Linked DNA regions of Sus scrofa: all the other regions are linked to region 2. The links are chromatin contacts, called in public promoter capture Hi-C maps. All regions are on one chromosome and are shown on one strand. The core of a region is the stretch at or near the end of the contact, and the rest is flanking DNA. Distances in the headings are between cores, read along the strand shown.

The links. Promoter capture Hi-C pulls out the DNA fragments that hold promoters and counts their contacts.
Region 1: a promoter capture Hi-C map of liver shows a contact between it and region 2, with 2.6 times the contacts expected there. The contact joins two enhancer-like sites. A contact is called at or near these places in 1 of 5 promoter capture datasets (liver) and 1 of 2 datasets of contacts at active chromatin or transcription factors (skeletal muscle).
Region 3: a contact with region 2 is called in a promoter capture Hi-C map of liver, with 2.8 times the contacts expected there. The contact joins two enhancer-like sites. A contact is called at or near these places in 1 of 5 promoter capture datasets (liver) and 1 of 2 datasets of contacts at active chromatin or transcription factors (skeletal muscle).

Annotation. Positions count from the first base shown.
Region 1 is chr13:145,293,492-145,297,628 of Sscrofa11.1, forward strand. The region is part of intron 3 of ZBTB20 (zinc finger and BTB domain-containing protein 20); the gene reads left to right. Among named protein-coding and RNA genes, the nearest start is that of ZBTB20, 440 kb to the left of the region's middle. Within about 2 kb of position 2,415, at least 8 of the 83 cell types and tissues checked have an H3K27ac peak or open chromatin away from gene starts, as enhancers often do. A contact at or near this core is called in liver, where this site is marked.
Region 2 is chr13:145,484,140-145,488,216 of Sscrofa11.1, forward strand. All of the region lies in intron 5 of ZBTB20 (zinc finger and BTB domain-containing protein 20), which reads left to right. Among named protein-coding and RNA genes, the nearest start is that of DRD3, 280 kb to the right of the region's middle. Within about 2 kb of position 1,267, at least 9 of the 83 cell types and tissues checked have an H3K27ac peak or open chromatin away from gene starts, as enhancers often do. A contact at or near this core is called in liver and skeletal muscle, where this site is marked.
Region 3 is chr13:145,613,813-145,618,298 of Sscrofa11.1, forward strand. The region is part of intron 8 of ZBTB20 (zinc finger and BTB domain-containing protein 20); the gene reads left to right. Among named protein-coding and RNA genes, the nearest start is that of DRD3, 150 kb to the right of the region's middle. Within about 2 kb of position 3,124, at least 21 of the 83 cell types and tissues checked have an H3K27ac peak or open chromatin away from gene starts, as enhancers often do. A contact at or near this core is called in liver and skeletal muscle, where this site is marked.

The DNA of each region.
Region 1 (4,137 bases), core at 1,165-3,664, 190 kb before region 2:
TGGAGAAATGAACTCTGAGCTTTAGGTCCAAATCCCAGATCTATCTCAAAATATACATCCTTGAGAAAATTACCATATAAGCTTCAGCTTTATGTATTTTCATATTTAAAATGATGGAGCCAGGCACATTCTCATCCACTTTTAAGAATCTATGCAGTGAACAATAGCACGTGGGATGGTCTTGTTGATGTACTGTCAGGATGCTTATTGAATGGAGTTGCTGAATTAGATTAGATTATACTAATGATCAAATTAAAAAAAAAACTTTAAAAAAGTTTCACATGCTTAGTCCCACCCAGATTAGTTAACAAGATTGCAGTCCCACTTTATAAAAAGTACTATGGCTACCATTGCCAAAAACATTTTTATTTAAATCTTCAACTAGAATTTTTCTTTTTTTCTTCTTTTTGGCTTGCCTGTGACATGTGAAAGTTCCCAGGCCAGGGATCAAAGCCCTGCCATAGCCGCAATCCAGTAACAATGTCAGAGCCTTAACCCACTGTGCCACAAGGGAACTCCTTCAACTGGAATTTTTGAGAGCTTATACTTGCAACTCTTTCTCTAAAGGTCTTATTCTTCAATTAACTGAAAGATAGCATTTCTGACTTTCTAATCCAGAAATTTAAAACTCCTGTTTAACCAAGAAAATGGAAATCAGTACATTCTTGGTTGCCCTTCTATTAATTTAAATTTGCATAACCTAATCAAAACTCAACCTGCCTTGCCCTTCAACAAAAAGCTATATTCTCTCCCATTACTAAATGGCTACATTCTTCTCAGTATTTTTTAAAAGATGAATTATATTGCTCTCCCATGACTTTTTCTTTAGAATATGTCCATGGAAATTAAAATGGGCTTTTCTGTGCCCAAGACTGAAATGAAAAATAGTCCAAAGGGCTGGTGGAAATGGACACAAAACTTTGCCAATATTATCAGTATTACAATTTTTGTTAAGCTTTTTTTCCCTAATAAAATGAAACTAAAGTCACTGATCCCCAAATAACTGTTTGATACTTTACCTACATCATTATTTTGTCTGCAGTCTAAGTATAGCCTAAGATTTCCTGTAAATCATTGGAAAATATTTTCTGAGGCTTTTCTATCCTTTTTTTGCAGAGATATTTATTTCTCCTATAATCATTTTACTATTTCAACAAATATTTGCTGAGCATAAAGAATGTGCCAAACACTTTGCTAGGTGCCTAGGTATGAACCATGTATATACATGGCCATTGGTCATTAAAATATCCCCAGAAAATGGATGGAGTAGGCATCTGTTTATTATTTTCTAAGCCAAAAATGGGTGAAAAGAGAAAGTCATTGGATGATCAGAATTGAAACCCCAAACTCTTGTTCCTTCCTTTGGATGACCTCCTGTGATTTTTTTCCATTCATCGTTTACAAACACACATTCAGGAAGGGTACAAGTCCCCTGCCTTGCTCTCTAGCTGGCTGCTAATGAAGAGAACTTCTGTTTCTTTTTCTCATTTTGATGACTGTTCTGAGCCACAGGAGGACACTCAGGTACGGGATGGTCCTTGTTCAACAGCAGAGTCAAATTCGTCCTTACTTTCTAGCCTCGGCTTTGGGAACTCATTGAATGGCATGGGAAGCCCCTGGAAGCCTCAGAGGACTAGGGATGTCAGTAGTCATCCAGATCAGAAGTCAAATTTGAAATGCCCTCTGTAAGCACAGTATAGGAAAGTATTTAAATTTTGTTTACAAGCATGTTCATCAGTTTAGAGTCTTTCCTCATTGTCCATTTCTATTTCATTTTCCTACATTGGGCTGTTCTGTTTAGCCAAATAATGTGTGGCATATATTCTTCCAAAGTAAAATAGTGACCCATTCAAAGATTTCTAAATGCTTTCTTCATGAATTTTTAAAGGAGATGGCAAAATTGACACATTTCTTTGTCCTGTTGATATCCCTGTGTATCTTTCAAATGATATTTTTGACTAGGTAAACTAGTTGGACCATAGCATGGGCTATCACAGATACTGATTCCCAAATGCATCAAGAGAATAACAAATAGGTGCATATGGAGAAGTCTGATGGTTTAGTGGAATTGCTTTCAAGTAATTTGACACATTAGTACTTTCAGACATTCACCTGCCAGTAATCCTCATTAGAAATAAGATTGGAATATTGGGGTCACTAGCTCAAGTCCATTTTTCTGAGACCTGAACAATAACAGAAAGTCAGAGCTAGAGGGAATAAGAATGAAACTATTCCAGGCAGTAGAATTGTTTCTGTAAATGAGCTCTTGCTCCCATCCATTTTTTTCCTCCTTTTTTCTCTCCCTGCTTGTCTCTCTCTCTCTTTTTTCCTCCCTCCCCCTCCTGCTCCTTTCTTTTCGGTGTTCTGAATTCATTAGATGGCATAGTGTAAATCAATAGTAAACGCTAACCGCCTACTCTGTACTCAGTTACGCAACATCACATAACCGGTACACAGAGACAAAAAGGGAAAAAGCACACACAGCCTTTACATTCAAAAGCTCTTGCATAATTTTACTTTTCCACAGCCAAAAAGAAAAAAAAAGGAAATAACAGATGGGGAAAACTTACAGTTTTTTTTTCCCTTTTCTCAGACTGTTGAGAAGGGAGTTAGCTAACATCCATGACCATTTCTAGTTGCCCTGGGCTGCAGCAAAACATCCCATAATTGTCAGTGCCTTAAATGGCTTTAAAACAGAATTTTGTGACCCTCCATGATGTGGTAAATTTTCCAGGTAATATAGGGCTAAAATTATTCTGAGGTGTTTAACTCTGACTTGGTTTTCACTTATTTTGTGAAAAATCAACAACATTTAAAGTATGAAATGAATTTTAAAATAGAAAGGATAAGGAAGACAGCTGTGTGTGTGTATGTGTGTGTTTTCATTTGAAATGTATCCTGATGTAATATTTATGTAAAAAGCTGGTTATATAAACCTGGGTTTTCTCTTGCTTTTTACTGTGGGGGCTGTATAAAGCTCTACTGTTTTTTTCTCATGACAAAGTACATTCAAACTCCAGAGGCTAAATGAAAGAGAAAACATCTAGATGCTACAGCAGAGACACTTAATTCAAACTCCCTATAGAATCCACCCCTTAAACAAGAGTTCCATTTAAGAATCTGTAGTTTCTGGAATTCTCATTTAAAACTTTCTGTCACACTATTCCCTGGAACACCTTTAAGTCTCGAGTGTATAATAAAAGTTCTTTTTTTTCACTCTTTCTCTCTTTGTAGCTCTTCACTTCTTTCCCACATTCACTTTTTCACTGCAGTAACTCCCTTCCCGAATGGCAACACAGTGAGATTTGTATGAAGTTTATCAGTCTTCCTTCCCTGTTATAATATTTTGTTTCACTTAACTGACTGAGGTCCTCTGGGAATCAAGCATTTGTCTGATGAGGGAAGTTGGAGAACTTTGGGGGGTTGTTTTGTTCTTCCTTTTTAGTTTCTGCCTATCAGATGGTTTTAAAATGGATACAAAGTGCTAGATAGCACAGCATTAAACATTGTGAGCTTTCTGCTAGAAGAAAATAGGATCAGGTATGTGAGGGGTAGTGTGGGGATAGCTCTGAGTGTTCTCAATGCAGAGAAAGGTGAGAGTGGGCAGGAGAGAGGGTGGATCAGAGTAGGAGCTCCTGAGGCTCTTCCTCTTCATATGTTTGGGATCAGTATCATTCTTTAGGTCTCGCTTTACTTCTAGATGGTATGGCCCTGTGAAATTGGTTCATTTGGTTTTTACTGAAGGTAGGAGGTGAGTTTTTTTCTTTACTTTATAAAAAAGATTCAGGCTATTTCCTAGTTTAACTTTCTCTTATGTGTTAGCTATTGAATTTGAGATTCCTTTTGTATGGAAAATTCTTGTGCAGAAAGATAAAAATCAAAGCCAGGAGCTTTTGGTCTGGTTTTTCAGGTTTTGTTGCCTTAATATGTGGCCCTCTGTTGGGACAACTGAATGAGATCATCAGGGTTATCATATATCTGTATGTATGATGACACTGGGACATCTTTTGTTGTCTTAATATGAATAATGATTAAGCTAGCATATGTTTTTTTAAAGTATTTTACAAATACATTTCCTTTCAGCTATTTTTTTTCTTGGAAGAACCTGTAGCTTAGATAAATTTGTTTGTGGAAAAA
Region 2 (4,077 bases), core at 17-2,516:
AAACTGGGCCTAAAACTCTCAAGAATGAATTGTAGTTTGCCAGATGGATGTGGGGGCGAGGAAAGAAAAGGGGGATCATAAGCAGGAAAAAAGCCAGAGCATTTACAAACTGAGGAGGTCAGCAGTCAGAGCTCCAGATCATGGCTGGAGCTTGGTGATTGAAAAGGAAGCCCAAGGGACAAGGATGGAACATGGGCAGGAGGCAGATCAAGGAGAACCTTGTACTGTGTGCCGTGCAAAGGGGTTTGGACTTGAAGTTACAGGCTTGGGGGGCTTTGAAGAATTTTATGTAGTTTATGTTTTCGAAAAAGAGCACTCTGGTGATGGTAGAGAAGGCTGACTCAGAAAGGGGGGACCAGGTCAAAGGTGAAAACTGAGGGTCTGAACTGTACAATGGGGGAGGAGAGGAGAGGGAGGCGATTGATAGTGCCGACATAGACCTAATGCCAGCCTGACTGGGCCGCTTGCGTAATCCTTGCCTTCTAGGATAAAGGCATATGTGTTGTGTGGGGACAGACCTCAGGCCAAAATACACTTTTATGGGACCTTCACTAGAGACCTCAATTTGAGTCTGACTTATTGGTCTCCAGAGATGTGTCTCCTTGTCCATGGGAGACTTGAAAGAGCGGCAGGCAGAGAAGGAGAGCACATTGATGGTGTCCTGCTTTTCTCTTTTTTCACCTGAAAATGAAACCATGTCTTAATAATGTCCCCCTAAAGTCAATCAGTGCCCCAGTTTCCTATCATTTTCCCATTGCTACCCTTTGCTGAGAAGTTCCAAGCCACTGAGCTGAATTGCAATTTATGCAGAGCTGGGTGTTGAAACAATTCAGAATGTTTGTTCCTTCTTTCGGAATTAGAGTTCACCATAAGTGTGCTTTTCTCTTGTTCACTTTGGGCTGCCAGGACAATTTAAAGGGCATTTTCAACAGCTTATGTTTCATGTACCGTGTTCCCTTTTGCAAACAGGAGGATATGTGTGGGTGTGTTTAAGTCTTCTCTGTATTACTTTCTGGAGAAAGGTTTGAGAAGATGAACAAGATAAGGAGTAGGGGCCTATTGAAAGCCCAGGTCCCCTCAGTGACCTGAGTGCAGAACGTAGGCTAGTGATCAGATGGTCAATTATGTGTTTGTCAAAACACAGTGGGCTGCATTCCAGACTGCCAGCTTTGGAGGCCCAACTTCTGCCAACCAAATGTCATCTGGGAACATGCAACACTGGGCACTGTGAAGGAGTTTGAAATAGACCATGCCACAGCCAACCTACTGCCAGTCTTATAGCACCAATATGGCATGCACAGCCGGGCCCCATGTTTCAGAGCTCAGGAATTCACTGTACTAAATTCAAGAGGTCAGATGGGTTCATGTTTTCAAAGCCTATGTTCTCTGCTTTGAACATTGTGACTTGCTCCTCAGCGATTTCCAAGTGATTTTTTTCCAGTCACATCTCTGAGGAAACCACTCTTTTGTGATGGTTATGAGAGCCTTGTAAATGTCCCAGAGGAGAGAGAAAAAATAAACTTGCTCTGACAATGACTGTGATTCTGACAGAGGGATTCCAACTCTTAGGAAATTACATTAAAGGTGCATAGCTTTTAAAATATCAGGAACCACCTTGGCAACTTATAAAAAGCAGAAGGGCTTTGCCTATTTTATAAAGTGATTTGCATATACCTGCATAAATAATGTCCCCACCTGTACTTTTATGCATTTAGGTTGAATAAATTAAATTCAGTGATCTTTAAAACATTCACTGTCGTTCATTGCTCAGATAGCATTTTCAGGACCCTTCCTCCTCATTCTTTTCCTTTAGTAGTAGTGGCTATTTTTTTCAATCTTTTGACTAATTCAGAGAATCAAAACACTCTGCAGACCAGTCTACCACAGCCAGGAGCCTTACGTCCCTCTGCTTGCATTTCTTCTAGCTTTTCTACCTATTAGACCATGCTTTCCGTATGCTTTTTGTAAGGGAAATGGAGGAGTATATTACTAAAATGAAAACACAGCGCATGATAGTATTGAGCTCTACTACCTATATGTATTCCTGACCTGCACTGATATACATCTCAGGGACACACTCACATTGCCCTTTATTTCATCAGCCACTGCCATCACCCCTTCAGGAACCATCCATCCACTAAGCCATATCAATTATAACTTGGTCCTTCAAATAAAAGCCTGATTAGTAAGTCAGCCTTAAGCATAGTCATCCTATAAGTTTTATTAAGCTCTTACTATATACAAAGAATTGTGGTTAGTGAAGAGTTAAAACATAAATCTAGGACACTTCCCTTGCTTACACTTAAGAAACTTAAAATTGAGTTAGAAAAAGAAGCCATACTGTTGAGTGTTCTATATGTATATAAGATAATTCCAAAAGGAATGATACAGTCCAATAAGTACTATAGGATTTCATTCATGAAAGAGAACCTTGAGGGCTGGAAAATTTGATGTAAACTGCTGTTTCACTAGGTCTTGAAAAATGGCTAGAAGGTAAAAAAAGATGAAGAGTAAAATAATGAATATCCCAAGCAAAACATAAACCTAAGTGTGGAAATCTTTAAAGGGGTACAATAAATAGTACTGTTTTTCTCCATTCAAATTCTAAACCCATTGAAAAATAAGACAAGAGAACTGACAGCTGAGGAACCAAAATTCTTACCAAAGGCTGGGTGGAAAGATAACTTAGTAGGAGAGGTTAAATGGGCTCGCTGACTCCCTTCCTTCCAAGGGAAAATTTGAATCTTCATAAGAACAACACTTCTCAAGTCACTAGCTCCCACTAGTCTAAGTAGTAAAGAAAGGAGAAAGACTAAATTCCTGCACTTAGAAATTTTGAGAGATGGGTTCCACGTAAATGAGAGACACAGAACAAGGGCTGCCTTAACAACAGGATGTGATTCTCCTCTATGGAGAAGTGTAAGGAATGAGGCAAGAGGCAAGGTGTGTTTAGAAAACTTCCTTAAATCCTAAGATCCACAGGCTGGGAAACAAGAGGAAGAAGTTCCCATTGAATGAGATGACAATGGGAACCAGAGCCAAGAAGCCAAATAAGGCTCTCATCTGCCTAAGGGGACATACCTGAGGCTGAAATCAATGGTCATGGAATTATATTAGAGATCTAAACTGAGGATTCTTTTGCACACTCTCAAAGTTACCAGAATCACAATCCCAGAAACAATCAAGAAATGAAGATAATAGACTGAAACCTACTTGAGAAAAAAATACCAAAACCCTTATTTTTAGTTAAATTAGTAGTAATAAGAAGAAATAACATTTGATGAGTGTTTGCCTTTCTTGATGTACCAGACAAAATACTTTTAATGGCTATCAGATTTAATCTTTTAAACTACTCTTATTACGTAATGGTGTTATCATCCTAATTTTGAAGACCAAATGGAGATTTAACATGTTTGAGTAATTTTTCCAGGAATGCCAAGGAAGTGATAGAGATAGAACTCAAATCCAAGACTATCTGTCTTAAAAGCCTCGGCCAAATTTCATTAAACACAGAATAGACATCTACTAAATGCTGAAGATAAAAAATAGTGAGCAAAACAGACATGGTCTCTGCTCTACAAAAGTTTATAGTCTAGAGGATGGAAGACAGATATTAATTAAATGGTCACTCAAACAAACTTAACAATTACAAACTCTGATTACTGTTGTGAAATAAAAGTACTGGCTTCTCTAAGAGCAAATATAAGAGGGAGATATAGGTGACTCTGAAAGTACAGGAGAAGCTTCCCTGAGGAAGTGACATTGAGCAGACATCTGAATATGAAAAATAAGAAGTGAGATTAGGTGGTGGATGATGTTTCCAGGCTGAGGAAACAGCATGTATGAAGGCCCTGAATATAGCTAAATAGAATGAGGTGAAAGGCACTACAGGTTGAGGTTGAAGAGATAATACAGGACTGGATGATGTCGGGATCTTATAGGCTGTGCCAAGGACTTGCCTCAGGGAAATAGGAAAGCAAACCTAAGACTGAAAGTGGCATGATCAATTTATTTTATTTTTTATTTTATTTTATTTTTTGCTTTTTAGGTCCACTCTTGCAGCATATGGAAGTTCCC
Region 3 (4,486 bases), core at 1,874-4,373, 130 kb after region 2:
GCGCATCCACCTTGTGTCAAATACATTATATATATATCATTCCTACAAAACACCCCATTTTACAGATAAGGAAAGTGTAGCTCAGAGAACGGGCAAACTGTCATGCTGCGCCACACCAGAGAGTCCCTTCCCAAATGACGCACTTTACAACTAACAAAATGCATCTTTTATCCTTTTGAAAGACAGTAGTCTGCCTGATGGATTCCAGAGTATTTTGAAATAAATCAAAATAGAGGTAAAGTTAGAAAAGTAAATGTGTTTCACTGACAAGGAGGATTGCTCTTAGTCACTCATCATACTTACTTGCTTCCACTCTGAAGCAGTTTGCGGTAGTTGTGCGGGGCAGCGGGGTAGGGGGGGCACAATCTGAAGAAATTTGGTAAGACCTGTTGGCTCATTGTACCTAGTGAGCCTTTCCTGCCCCATGGTGCCTATATAGTTTGGGGTAATGCGTGGAGATAATTTCAGACATTTGCTTCTCTCTACTCCGGAGCACTCTGGCTGCTGAATATTGAATTCCAGAGGCACATGGGTATGGAACTTGAGCGACAAGCCTTTTAGTAATAGCTCCAGATCAAATGCTTAACTAGACTGCGTGCAAGTCTGTATAAATCCCAAGTCAGAGCTTTAAAATATTAACTTACTGAATGAGGATTTCTACATCTCATATACACTATTCCTTAAATCACATGTTGAGGGCTAATCAGCAGAATCCAAAGACATAAATTAGATGATACTGTATTTACGGAGAAAAATATGTGTGGAGCTTGAAAGTAACAATCCTCAGGGTTACAGTCCCACCAAAAAAAAAAAAAAGAGTAGCAGTTGCAATCTGAACTCTTAACATTGTAGCCAGGAAAGGAATGAATATAACAATAGAGAGAGCCTTAAGACAGAACTTCTTGGTTAAAGGAGTCTGGACCTTCAAGAAATATGTTTGAGAAAGAGTCAGAAGAAATACTAGGTAAGACAAATTAATCATTCCTGTTGCTCAAATAATATTGTAGCAGTTAGTTATTAAATGCTTATTTTGGCCAGGTGGAAGAATTCCTAAGGGCAGAAATCCTGTCTCTCTTGTTCACTGCTGAATTCCTAGCACCTCACAGAGGAGTGCTTAGCCACAGTAGGTGCTCAGCAAATGTTTATATTGAATGAATAACTAGATGAATGAGTGTGGTAGGAAGAACTGGACAAAAGTGAGGGTGCGGTGTGTTTGTGAGCATTTCTCACATTTATAAAAGTAGCGATACTGATTTTTTACCTAATTGTTTTCATTCAGCAGACCTACAAAACAGAGTGCATCTCAGATACCCTCTGATTTTTATGCTAGGAAAACAGAATCACTTTTCTGTTGGATGTAGGCTGCTACATGTTTTGATTCTAGTAGCAATATGGCAGGGTTAAGGTCGACTTTGTAGGATAATCTGGTGCCTGTTTTTGATAGATATCATGAAAATAGACACTTATTTTCAAGATGCTCAAACAGATGATTAGATGAAAGCTCCAGCAAACCTTGAAACAACAAAAAAGGAAAGGTTTTCCCCACTCCGACTTCCCATCACTGTACTATCCTGCACAGTTTGCTGCAACCCTACACCCTCCTCCTTGTCTCACCCTTTTCCCTGGTCTAAGCTTTGCCTAGGGAATACAGCATGTGACTGCCAGTCTAGCAAGGAGACAGTTCTTGAGAAATCCTCCCACACCCAGTGCTCCCAAGCTCCCCTCAAGGGAATGGTGGGATGTGATCTGCAGAAGGCACAGCCTAGGGAAACAAGAGGTTGGCATAGAATCCTGGTGCCCTCCTGCTGGAAGGGCCCTCAAGAGAGTTCTTCACACCCACCCTCCCTCAACTAGCTGGACAGTAGAAAGATGTGTCGAATAACAAATTCCTGGCTGAATGCATAGTGGATTAAATGAACGAAGGATGAGTTCACCCCTCCAGAAGTCTCTGCCATCCCACTTGAATAGAAAGCTAACTTTGAAGCCACTCTGTTCTCCGTGGCACGATTTCGTACATAACTCAGCTTCGGAATATGGTTGCCATCTGCTGCCAGTGCACAGGACTAAGGAAGTATTAGAGAGGGTAGGGGAAGGACGGTAGAGAAGAAAAGAGACACTCAAAACAAGCTAATGATCTCCTTTGTGTTGGAATCTAGGTTTCAGAACATCAGTCTTGTACTTCAAGAACAAAACACCAGTGTGTCTTAGACCACACCAGGCGCCGGCACATCAGATAAGACCTGTGCTGTGTGGCTCAGCCACCGAGCCTCAAGAAGTTCTAAAAGTGAAATTAAAGGAGCAAACTGAGGAAACTGAAAAGAGAAAGGCTTTAGGGTAAAACACAATCAGGAGGGCTCTGCAGATATGTGTCTTAGGGTTACATTAGTTCAGAAATTAATCTGCTCATTAAAGAGCTGGCAAATGCTGTAAATCCCAGGAATTTAAGAATCTGTAGAAGAAAGGAGACACTTCTATACACTCTGAATACATGGTGATTCTTTAGAAGACACTCAGGGTGAAAGTGACCCAGCTATTATGCATTATTGGGGATTTAAACTGTTGATTAAGAGTTAGAAATGGCTGTACTAGAGGCATGGGTGGGTGGTCCTTTAGAAACAGAAAAGGCTGTCAAGCAAAGCCAAGTCAGCCAGAGAACATCTCGGAAAGGCAACGAAGGGCCCTCGGACCTTCCTAGTTTCCCTGATATCTGTATAAATTGTTAGCTATGGCACCGAATCATACTGCTAGTTTATATACTGAAATGATGTGAAATAATTATTCATCCGGGGATATACACTAGTGAAAAAAAAGTACAGTTAACTTTGCTTTTAAAAAGCAAGTTAAAGCTAGTTAAAGCAGGTATTGTTAATATCTTCAGCAGTTCTGTATTTCAAGTTTGAGAATTTGCAAGGTGGGGAGAAGGAAATCCTTTTGGCCCTGCAAGGAAATAATCTCATCCAAGATGTATATAATCTAAATTTAGAAGCACTGACAAACCTAAGCATGCAAAAAGTCACTTTAGGGAGAACGAAGTGATTGCCAAGCAGTATGTCACACACAGTGCCTTGGTGTGGCTGAAACAGTAAATATTTGTTGGCTCTGGGAGCTCTGGCCTTGACTTCTGTCTGCCATCAGGAACAAGTCATACAACTGTGACTCAACCATAATTAGAATATTAGTAATGCCTTAAATCTATCTTGCATACAGTTTCTCTTCTTCGGAATGCTTCGTGCCTTCACATTCTGTTTGTCCTGTAACATCCTTGTGAAGCACAGACATCTTTCTTTTGCACGTGGAATAACTGGTCCACAAAGGAATAACAATTCTTTGTCTTGAAATATGAAATGATTGATAACCATTATATGACACAGCTCATTGTATTATTTTTCACATTATTTCAGGTTCCCCAAGCAAAGGACATATTTTATCTTTCTCATTATTATTTTTAATTGGTTTTCAGAAAAGTTGAGATAAAAACAGAATTTAACAAATATCCCATGGAGATAGTTGATGTTCTCTTTTCTTTCAAGAATAAATTAAGACCTTCTCTGCTTCTCTCTCCTGGCTCTCTCGGCAAATAGTCAAAATCCCATGCCAATTTTCAAATGAATAAGGGTTCATTCTAATAACTGGCTCACAGTCCCCTCTACTAAGGAAACAGCCTTGTAAATTCATGTCTGGAACCTGCCGAAGTTACTTTTGGTTATAAACCTTAACAGTTTGACCTGAAGGTTTTTAAACATGACTAATATGTGACCTGGTTGTGAGTTCAGCAATAAATTTATACCCAGTATGTGAAAGGCCAAAGAGAAAACTAGAGCCTTTTATTCTCTCTGGTGACCTGCACTAAATATTGCATATTTACTTTGTAAATGAGGACACCCAGTGGCCACCAAGTGAAAAGATTCTAAACAATCCCTGACACTGTTTATGCAAATATAAATACCCCTTATCAAAGCTGATTGATAGATATCTCTGTAACATCTGTTACCAAGCAGTTTAGCTTCCCTAAGTTAGGCAAGAGTGGTAGGAATTTGGCCTGATCTTTTTTTTTCCTAATTTACTGTCAACTTTTATTTATTTATTTTTCATTTTATTGTAGTTGCCTTATAATGTGTTAATTTCTGCTGTACAGCAGAGTGATTCAGATATATCTGTATTATTTCTCATATTCTTTCACATTTTGGTTTCTCACACGATATTGAATATAGTTCTCTGTGCTCTACAGTTGGACCTTATTGTTTATCTATCCTATATACACCAATTTGCATCTGCTCATCCCAAACTCCCAATCCTCCCCGACACCTGCAGCCATTAGGTCTGTTCTCTATGTCTGTGAGTCTGTTCTGTTTTGCAGATATGTTCATTTGTGTTGTATTTTAGAGTCCACGTATAAGTGATGTCATATGATATTTGCCTTTTTCTTTCTGACTCACTGCTTAGTATGATTATCTGTAGGTCCATTCATGTTGAGTGAGTAGTATTG